Linked DNA regions of Mus musculus: region 1 is linked to region 2. Evidence: chromatin contacts called from public Hi-C data. All regions are on one chromosome and are shown on one strand. The core of a region is the stretch at or near the end of the contact, and the rest is flanking DNA. Distances in the headings are between cores, read along the strand shown.

What was found. A called contact is a pair of places that touch in the nucleus more often than the background predicts.
Region 1: a Hi-C map of uterus shows a contact between it and region 2. The contact joins two enhancer-like sites. A contact is called at or near these places in 1 of 15 datasets of contacts at CTCF or cohesin (the NIH/3T3 cell line) and 3 of 484 Hi-C or Micro-C datasets (the HPC-7 cell line, nephron progenitors and uterus).

What each region holds. Positions count from the first base shown.
Region 1 is chr4:114,583,341-114,588,438 of GRCm38.p6, reverse strand. Trabd2b (TraB domain containing 2B) reads right to left here. Exons shown (of 7, transcript NM_001085549.1): 4 at 1,807-1,981. It overlaps Gm33655 (a long non-coding RNA gene), which reads left to right. Exons shown (of 4, transcript XR_003955095.1): 3 at 3,275-3,385. Among named protein-coding and RNA genes, the nearest start is that of Gm12829, 94 kb to the left of the region's middle. Within about 2 kb of position 3,583, at least 22 of the 459 cell types and tissues checked have an H3K27ac peak or open chromatin away from gene starts, as enhancers often do. A contact at or near this core is called in uterus, where this site is marked.
Region 2 is chr4:114,514,205-114,519,457 of GRCm38.p6, reverse strand. All of the region lies in intron 2 of Trabd2b (TraB domain containing 2B), which reads right to left. Among named protein-coding and RNA genes, the nearest start is that of Gm33710, 92 kb to the right of the region's middle. Within about 2 kb of position 2,342, at least 27 of the 459 cell types and tissues checked have an H3K27ac peak or open chromatin away from gene starts, as enhancers often do. A contact at or near this core is called in uterus, where this site is marked.

The DNA of each region.
Region 1 (5,098 bases), core at 2,334-4,833, 68 kb before region 2:
CACTGGCTTCCCTCAGTGATTGTGCTCTCTCCGAGTAACTAGGGAGCTAGGGGACTCCAGTGGCTGCCGTACTGCATCCACTTAAGGCCACTTAGTACAAAACACACTGCCTAGAGGTGGCTGGTGGCAACTGAGAGAAGAGGTGCTGAGGGGCCACTCCTTTGTACAAGTCCTCATGGCTACATGGCTCACACTAGGGACCCTGCAGATATTCTGTAAGACGGAGAGTGATACTCCCATCTCCATGTATTAGTATAGGTTCTGTTCTTGTGGGTTCCTTCAGAAGGCCCCTCACAGATACCCTGGGAGGCCCCACCTGTCCCTTACACCTGTGCCAGAATTCTAGACAGCCTGTAATCCAAGACAATTCAAGTCAAAGCCAGAGCCTTCTGTCTAAGTGAGCAAACTGAGGGTATAAGAGGGAAGAAGACCTGCTGGAGCCTGCAGTGGACCATACCAGTCATTGAGGGGGCAGAGCTCTCTCTCTATGCAGTTTCCATGGCCTTTATGAGCTATTTTCCAAGGGCCTGCATCCATGTCTGAGATTCTCCTATGAGCCTCACTTTGATGGAGATTCACAAGTGGGGAAAACAGCTTGGATAAATATACTCCCAACTCTGACTCTCAACATCCTTGGAGCTGAACGGGGGCAGAGGAGGCACAGAGATAGACTGTGGACAGCCCCGTTTACAGAGTCTAAATATTCACAGGGGCCCGTGTGGTTTGGACTGACTGCTTGGCCTGAAGGGTGTAGGTAAAGGCTATAGGAAGAGAGGCAGAGCAGTGGACTGATCTATAAGCTGCCATCTTGTTTGTCTGAGATAGGGCTTACTCTATATCTCTGGCTGACTTTGAACTTACTAGTCAGGCCAGGCTGGCCTCAGAGATCTACCTGCCTATTTGTCCAGAGGGTTTGGACTATGGGTGTACATCATCACACCCAGCTGTAAGTTATTTTAAAATTTTCACAGAACACAGGTGGATTCCACACATTTAAGTGGCAGCAAGTAAATAGTTATTATAAATCACAGATCCAAAATTGACTAACTCAGAACTTGCATACAATCCTGGCTCCAATGCAGCCATTGGAGACAGCCAGAGAAAAGCAGGAAGGGTAAAGAGGAACAGAGACTAAGGGCCCCAAGGAGCCCTGTGTAGACATCTTCTGATCCCTTTGCAGGAGAAGAAAAATCCCCAGAAACATTTAGCTCATGCTAAGCATCACTATGTTGCCATGGTTCATTATAATTGTGATGATGATAGTGATAATGATGATTGCAAGTGCCATTCTGGGTCCCCACCATATGTAAGGTTATTTAAATGTCACTCATCCTTACAGCTACACTATAGCTTGGATACTTTACATTCATCAAATCGTTGATGCTGTCCTTCCCATTAACAGAAGAGAAAAATTGAACTTTTGAGAAAGTACCAGCTAAGGTGACATGACATATGGCCCTGTTGGAGTTGGAGTTACAACTGTGGGCTGTCTCCCTTCCTCACTCATGAGGCCACAGACCCTTCTGATTAGCCCTGGTTCTAGGTTGAGTGGGTCCAGACTTGGATGAGAACGGAAAGATTGTTTGGGTCTCACATATATCCACCTGGTACTTGAAGGACCTGAGAAAGTTAACCTGTACTGGGCAGGGGGTGCTTCCCTTGCCAAGGGAGATGCTATGAGAGAACACGTGATTCAGAAGCTGGGGAAGCACTAGGGTTCTAGCTCTGCTACTGGGTACTATGTGGCTTTCATACCCTCTTCTGGGCCTCAGCTTTTCCCTTGACAAGTAGAGGTCAGAGCCAAACCTGCTCCGAAGGCAAAGAAGCAGATCTTGTCCTGGTTTTCCTGCAGCAGCGCCATGACCCTCTTTCCCATGCGCTCATTCCTCTTGTAGATGAGCTCCTGCCGGAAGTAGCTGTCGATTTCCTGGGCTGTCACCTGCTCATGAGGTGGGAGGGTGGTGTTGATGAAGTTGGGTAGCTGCAATGGTAAGACAGGTCCTTTAGGTCTTGATGTGGCAGGGCACATGTCAGATAAACCCCAGGTAGGACTGTCGACTTACCTTTCTGAAGCCCTAGAGCATGCTCTCTGTTTCCTGTTTATCATCAACCCTCATACCCTCAAAGATGAGCACTGCTACCGTTGTACATGTGAAGCAAGCCTGAGAGAGAAAGAGCTTGAGACCTGTGGTCACAGCCAGTGTATAGTGGAGCTACACCCAGGTCTGCCTGGTATTTCTCTGGAGGTTGGGACCCAGGGTGTTGGGACTATGCTGGGTTCCTTATGTCCTTCCTTCAGCCCTGAATCCAGCACTACGTGGACAAGGAACCCAATTCAACAAGAGGGTGAGAATGACAGCTATGTCGAGAAGGCCATAGGGCTTGGGGTGAAGGTGACTTGAGCTTTGGATTCAGTTCTGATACAGCGTATAGTGACCAAGCCACTCCACTTTGCTGAGCCCTGACTCTCATTTGTAGGAAGGACTGATGGGAGGGATTAAAGGAGATGAGGGTCACTACTGTGGCCTTATTCAGCGCTTTGCTCTACAGAGATGAGCAGGGCAGAACTTTCACCTTTTCCCATGTCTGAGCCACTGTCTGCCCATCTGTCTTCAAATTTTCAGAAACTTCTTGAAAACTATCCCAGGATCACAGATCCTTCCAGACTGATGCTTGTGGGATAAGCTGCCTAGAGATTGTCCATCTTTACAGTTCTGGGTCCTTTTCTCTCCCTACTGTGTCACTTTCCACACAGCCTGAGGCCTGGCAACAGCTCTGTGGATGTGCTCTTAAACTAGGCAGAGGGATCCTTGAGTTTAAGGACAAAGTCGGGTCATTCCAAGTCCCCAGGGCCTGCTACATAAAAGATGCCTATCAGGGGTCAAATGTGAATGTAAGATTGCACTGCCCCTTCTGGGTTGTTGTGTTTTTATTGTTTCATCTCTCTGGCCTGGAAGGTAGGTCCAGCCATTCTAGCACCATCTCCTTCAACATGTGCATGGAGCTGCTGGGGAAAGTAAGGCAGTGAATGAAATCACACTGTCTTTCCTCTCCATTCCCCATGCATAGCATCCTTCAAGCTCCTGTTCATAGGACATTCCTCATTGTCACCTAACTAAGTACAAACCATAAAATACTAGTCTGGACTGAAACATGAGGGGAGGTTGTACCCAACGACACCAACTTCCTAGAGATCTTAGTCCCCTAGGAAAGCCAATTTTTATGGCTTTTTAACCCAAGCACATGTTTTTTTTTTTTTTTTTTTTTTTTACAGCCACAGAGGAGTTATCAACATCCTTTCTGAGAAAGATGGGGGAGTCAACAGCCTGAACCCTGAGGGTTTGTGAGGAGGGCAGGACATCTGCCTCTGCTCTGCCAAGAACAAGTGAGAGAAATGGATAGTAAGAGTATCTGCATCTTACAGCTCCTTTGTCAGAGGAGCCGGACCCACTGCTCTGGGATGGAGAAGGAAGTGATGTGATTGTCTCAGCCTGAGTAGTGCACAATGTGTACAATGTGCACAGCAGCCCTGCTCATGCCTAGGCCAGTACAGAGCTGGCACCCAGAGACTGCTTGCTTGGCAGATAGACAAATGAGGGAATGGAGTTCTTATCCTCCTCCACACTGGAAGGGATGACTGGCAGCTCTGATGAAATAGGTCACACTTGACTTGATGTAGTTCCAGGAGATGCTAAAGATTTTTGAGTCAGGGTGGAGAACAGAGAGGCTATGACTAGAAGGACTATTTCCAGAAACACGCCTCTCAAAGGCTCTTCTCCATTTATGGGGTTTGGGAGAGGATAGGAGGCCAAGCTTTACTACATGTTAGTGTTTGTTAAGTCACTGAACAAGTGGATGGATGAGCAGGATGATTGGCAGTTGAGGAAGAGTGTTGATGAGCACAGGTCCTGCAGTCACACAGCCAGTGCAGCTTGGGTTGTACCTTTCATTGCCTGGTGCACTCTAGGTTATGTGGTCTCTCTGAGTCCCACATTCTTCATTGGTAACAGGGTGACATACATGACTTTTACATGGATTCAATGAGACCAGCTTTGAAAGATGCTAGCACAGTAAGGCACTGTGAATATAGCCATATATATATATGCATCACATACACACACAATATATGTGTAATGGCATCCTGCATTGTCACCTTCATGTGATGCTATGGGTTATCAGGGACAGGTGGCCTACAGAGATGACAGATGGTCATTAGAACTATCAGACAGAAGTGAAGGAAGAGGACCTGATCCCCTTCTTTCTTCTGTGGATCATGGGATCTATGAGCAGGTACCCCTCCTTCCTGCTCTGCTTCCTGCCCACAAAGTGCATCTGCATAAGGATTCCCCAGGGAGACTTGAGCTATTTATAAGAACAAGAAAGAGTGAAACTTCAAAACCATGAAGAAGTAGGACTGGATATTCAGCTTCCCCTGGGCTTCCCAGCCACTGCCTAGCACTCTCTTAGAGTCTCATGATGATGGGCTTTGGCCCCATGCCAAGGATGGGGCCTGGGTCTGGGCCAGGGCTGGGGGAGAAGCAAATTAATGATGTCATTAGACTTGTCTGGGGCCTTAAATCTCCCATGACAAGTTTAAGTGGAGGGCATATGATAACATTTCCAATAGATCATGGAATGTCCCTAGAGTTCGAGAGAGATTGGTGTGTGATGGGGTGACAAAGATACGGTCTAGGCAGGGCTGGGGTGAAGTTATGGGGGAGGGGTTCAGTGTAGGCTCCCCTGACCTGTGGCTAGGGATAGCCAAGTGCCCAGGTCTGTTGATTATACTCAACTACCCATTTCCCTGTACCCATCTACCCAGCAAATACCCTCTGAGAGCCTCCCTAGGTCCTGCCCCATGTCAGGCTAGAGGCTACCTCAGCACCCTTTGCTGTCTCCCCTGAGACTCCTAGGCCCATGGAAGAGTCAGCCATTCTTGTAAGAACTACGGGATATGCAGTGGGAGAGGGCAGGGAGGGAAGCAGGGTTCACAGAGGGGCCTTGAAGTATGATTATGTGGTCTGGTTCATCTGGGTCAGCCCAGGTTTATGGTTGAAGGAGATTGCTGCACTCCTATCAATTATCTTGACTCTAAGTA
Region 2 (5,253 bases), core at 1,093-3,592:
AGGGCTGGCACTGCATCTTGTGTGTATGTCTCATGACAGTCTAGGACATGGACCAGAACAGACTTTGAATAACAGTATGAGACAGAAAGGCCCAGGCTTCACTGCACAATCAAGCACTTTCATATTTTTCTTCTGATCCTGCCATGGTCACAAAAGGGGCCATCCATATGGAAACTACAGCAATGGAAAGAGTCGGAAGTCCTTCCTCAGAATGGAGGCCGAGGCCAGCGAGATGTCTCAGAGGTGGGAACCCCACCTCCAAGCCTGACGACTTAGGCTTCCTATCCAGAACCCTCACTAAAGGAAGGGGCGAACTGATTCTTAGGTTTGCTTCTGACCTTCACCTAATGAACGGGGTTGCCATTTCATATCAAAACAGCCCTCCACAAAGTCTCCAGGAGGTCAAGGTGGGCACCTAGGCTGGCATTATGGAGCTATTGGCAGGCATGGTCAGCAAGATTCTTGCTCTAAGCTAGGAGCGACACTTCATTCCATTGCTTCTTATGGTGATCCTGGAAAGTGGGCATTTGTGTCTATGTCACAAATAAGAAAACTGAAGTACTAAAAAGGGCTGTGCCTTGAGTGACAAAGCAATCGGAGCTAGAGTTCTAGAAAGACCTTCCTTCCCAGCTTGCTGTTGTGGTCCCAGAACCCTGGGTCTGCCAAATCCAGAGGGTGTTATGGACTAGTCCCAAGTGACCTTTGCCTGAGCAGGGCATGAGACTGTAAGAGGGATGTGCTTGTATATTCATATGGAGCTCATGTCTTCTCTCATCCCCATAAGCTGGGTAATTAGTGAGGTGTGGATACCCCAATAGGACTTAAGTTTCTCCCTCCATACTTGCTAGCCACTCTGGACTTTTGCCTTGGGTGTGCTATGTCCTTGCTGCTTTCTGCCCTGGGCAGACCACTAAAGCTGGATCCTTGGCTTCTGGTGCTCTAAGACTGGGGTTGGAGAATCTTGCAAAGAGCCAGGTGTGGTCTGCAGGAAGACCTGAGTACTGGAAGAGATGAAGTCACTGAGTTACCCCCAGAACTAGACACAAGGTCTGGCAATCTGTTTCCAGCCTTCAGGAGCACTCTCCCTGTGCCAACACTCATGTCTGCCCTCAGAATTACAGTTGGGTTCAGGCTTCCTCTGTGGGCAGTCACACCCTTGACCCGAAGATGAGAATAGCAAGGCAGTAGTGGGAGATGAGGCTTAGTGTCCTTGCTGATGGACTACCAGTCCAGCAAACCCTGCTTTTCTGGACTTTTCTTTCTCCACAAGCTGACTTACCATGCACCTGGCCTGCCTGATGCTGTACTTTTGCGTTACCTGGCCAGCTAACACTCTGGACAAAGTTTCACTGAAGACTCAATACCTAGAATTTTGTTCCACGTTTGATAGTTCATGTAATACAAAAGAATACAACTTCACAGCATGGGTGGTAATTACTCCCAAAGGTCAAGGAAACAAGGCTATGAAACTTACAACTGAGTGGCTGTGTACCTCTGGTTTCTGTCCTTTTTCTAAGCATGATGTTCTCATTTGGAAAGTAAGAGTTTGCATCCACTGAGTAAGTATTCTCCCTCTTGCTCTTTCTCTTCCTCCTTTGTCTTTCGATGTAGCCCAGGCTAGCCTGAAACTCTAAGTCTCCTTGACTCAGTGCTGGACTTACAGCTGTTTACACCCATACATTGGTTTCTAATGGTCTTCCTGTCTAGTATGCTTGATACTTACTATGAATAGTGGTGATAATTCAGTCCAGAGAACTGCCCTGAAACAAATACAATCAGGGATGAGATATTGGTATACACACAGTGATTTGGATTTAGTTGGGCCTGGATTCATCTCTTAGTTACAGCTATAGAAACAGCGGATTTCTTCATCCTCTGGGCTTTGGGTATTGCTCTGCAAAGGCATATATGAAGACTATGTTAAACATGAAACACTGAATGAACATGGGGACAACTGTCATTCATCACAAAGGTCAAAGAATTCATTTATATGGACCTGCACTCTGCCCTGAGTGCAAGCAGAAAAGCTGAGGCCTGTAGGCACAAATGGGACTGTGTCCTGAGCTCAACATGAGATTCTGAGGTACTACTACTCTTCCTTAAGAGTCACAGGGAAAGCTCTAGGGACTCAGAATTAGGCAAGGCATCTGAAGTTCAGGGCTGCCTAAGATTGCCAAGAGCAAAGAGAAAGCATTCCCATGCAAATTCCCAAGAGAGTCTTTTCTAGGGAGATCAGAGAAGGATCAAGAGACATCATTTGACTGTGTGTGACCTGTTTCTCTGCATCCTCCCTTCCTCTGGGGTCAGTACTGTGAGGCCAAGAGGCAGCCTGTCCTTTCTACTTCCCAGACAGGGTTTATGTTCTGAGAGGGATGTTTTCGTGATGCTTCTGAGCCAGTAACTGACCCAGCCAGACAGTGCCCCTGTCTTTCAACTGCATTATCACTAGCACAGACCTCCCAAGCCCTTCCCCAGCTAGAAGAGGCCTGGAAAAAGCCCCAGGCACATGATGGAATGAGGGTGAGGGCTGCTCCAGAGGAGGCCCTTTGGCTGTGTTCCTCTTATGCTTTAGAACTTGGCTGTGCGTGTGATGCAATTTACTGGTTGTGCTCCCCCTCGGACCCCTCCCCTTCCTTCCATGCCGTCCAGACCTGTTATTCTGTCACTTTCTAACAAGAGTTCAAATGAAGGCAGGCTGGAAGGCCCCGGGGGCAGGAACAGGCCATTAGCAGATTTCAAAGGCACAGTTTTGACTGCAAAGCTGCAGCCAGCTAGAGCCTCATTCTAGAGCTCCATCATAGCTAATCTGGCTCTTCTCAGAGGTGAGAGATTTCCCTACATTTAGCCATACTGTCCAACTTCAGAGCCACCTGCCTGTCTTCTGCCAAGAAGTACAATATGTAACGACAGCGATGTTTATAGGATTGTGGAACCAGATGCTCTGTGCTCGATCTCAACCGTAAGGTCTGTAAGGTTTGAAGTTGGCATGTCCACTTAGAAATGGAGATACTTAGTCTTCATCCAAGAGGGAAGGCTAGAACTCCAGTTCTCCTCTAGACCACACCAGTGGCTGTGCTTCCACTATCTACACCCTCCTTTCTATAGAGATTGGGGAAGCTGACAAAGCCTCGCTGTGTGAATCTAGGAGCTGCTAGGGGGAAGGTAGGGGGCAGAGTGAAAGATGGGAAAGGTAGGTGAAAAGTTCCCGCACAGCTTCGTAGCTGGGCAACCCAGGTCAAGCTAGCCAGCGCATCTCAACTTCACAAAGGGGTTGTTTGATGATTAAATAAGAGAATGTTTGTAAAGTACTTAGCATTACACATCTGGCTTCCTTCCATGTTTCTGGAAGGAAGGAGAGAGGACAAAGGGAATGAAGAAAGAACTGATGATGCCTTCCAAGGACAGGCAAACATGTCCAATGGACATCAGAAGTGTAAAATTGTGTTTTTGCAAGCTCCAGAATAACTTTCCTGTGACATTTTGGGCTTTAATGGATTCCAGAAACCTTAAAAGTTCCTCTGCAGTCAGAACAGGATGTTTAACTTTTGTCCTTTAAGGAAAAAAAAAAATAAAAAGAGAGGCGCACTTACTAATCTGTTCATTCACTGGAAATATGTGGGAAACAACAAGAAACGGGCTCAAAAAAGCAAATGTGAAATGTGCTGCTTTTAAACACCAGCAGCCTGCAGAGTGTTGCAAAATGTGGCTGGAATCAATAACAAAGCTTCTGGAGATGGACCACTGAAACTGACGCTCTGTTGGGAGAAGATGCTGGGGAGGCCTGGAATGGGGTTGGACTTGCCTTCATACCTCAGGGGCAGGAAAGGGGATGCTGTTGTTGGAGGGGGAAGGAGGTGAGTCAGATTCCTGAGAAAACACCAGCGCCTTGTTCTTTCTCTCTTGAATTCTTTCCCAACGTGAAGTGAGGAAAAGGAAATGCTTTTATAGAAAACATCGAGGTGCTCTGCTGTCCCCAAGCACTGCTGGCATCTGGTACATACAGGAACTGTGTCATGTTCTAATTTTAAACAACTTGAACTTCTGAAGTCAAGGCCGGTGTGGCCTGGCCTGCCCTGCTTAGCTTAGTGGAGCACCTGACTCAGGGCTGCTCTTCAGTAAACACTGGAGGGAAGATGGAAAGAAAAGATGAAAAGATGGAGAGAGGGAGGAAAGGAAGGAGGGAGGTAGGGACAAAGTGGGAGAGATGATAGACTGAGATCCTGAGTGGGTTCTATAAACTCTGACATGTGGTCCAGAGTGAGGAATTATTTCTTCGGTCAGGTGCAATCAGCAAAAAGGATATGGGAAGTCTCAGTTTCCCTAGCTTGGCATGTACCCTCAGTCTTTTTATAAAACTTGAGATGTCTTCCTTTATTTGTTAGCAAATTGGAGCCTGTTAACCAAGGCAACTACTATTCCTGGATCCTCATTTTTGACTTTGCCTATAAGGATCACATAGTGGTCAGAGAAATGTTTTATGCCTCCAGGGAGAGCCCTGTGGTTGATCCACTTCCTTTTTTATCCTCTCTTTCATAAATGAATTGGGCTCACACTATCCTCATAACCTCCATAAGAAGCTCATATTATAAAATTCTCTCTTCAGCTGTTTATTTCTTCCATCTTGTAGGTAACCACTAGTTATTAAATGGTCACGTATATTTATATTGTGTGGGTTCTCAATACAATTGGACTGAAGAAGTATAGCTACTTCTGTGATTATCAGAAGATAGAAAAGGAAACATCTCCAGACTTGTTGGTCATAAAAGAAACCAAATGTTTTCTGGTTTTGAGCAAAAGACATCTCATATACAGGATTGGGGGTGGGGTGGGGAAGGCAAACTAATAACCAATCAGCTGCTGAAATGGGATTGATAAGCAGATGTGTATCATGTGGTTCATAAGGAAAGGTGAAACTGTGATGGTATACAGGCTCCCAAGAGCATCTATTCTCTACCCTGACTATCTGTTGTTCCTAGGATTAGAAAACCATCAAGAAGAGGCAAAGCTTGCTGCCAAGCCTGATAACACAAGTTCCATCCCTGGACCAACATGAACTGACTGTCCTTTAATGCTCACAGTCCATCAGATACAAGGGGAACCTGAGTGTATCAGTCAGCTATAGCCAGGATACAGAAACTGTGCAGAAATCTGAACAGATGTAATTATCCCAACTAGTTTCCCAAGATCTGGGCTAACACCTCAATTACTCACCACAGATAATGAGTGTCTTTGTCTAGCTGCCCAGGAAACCTG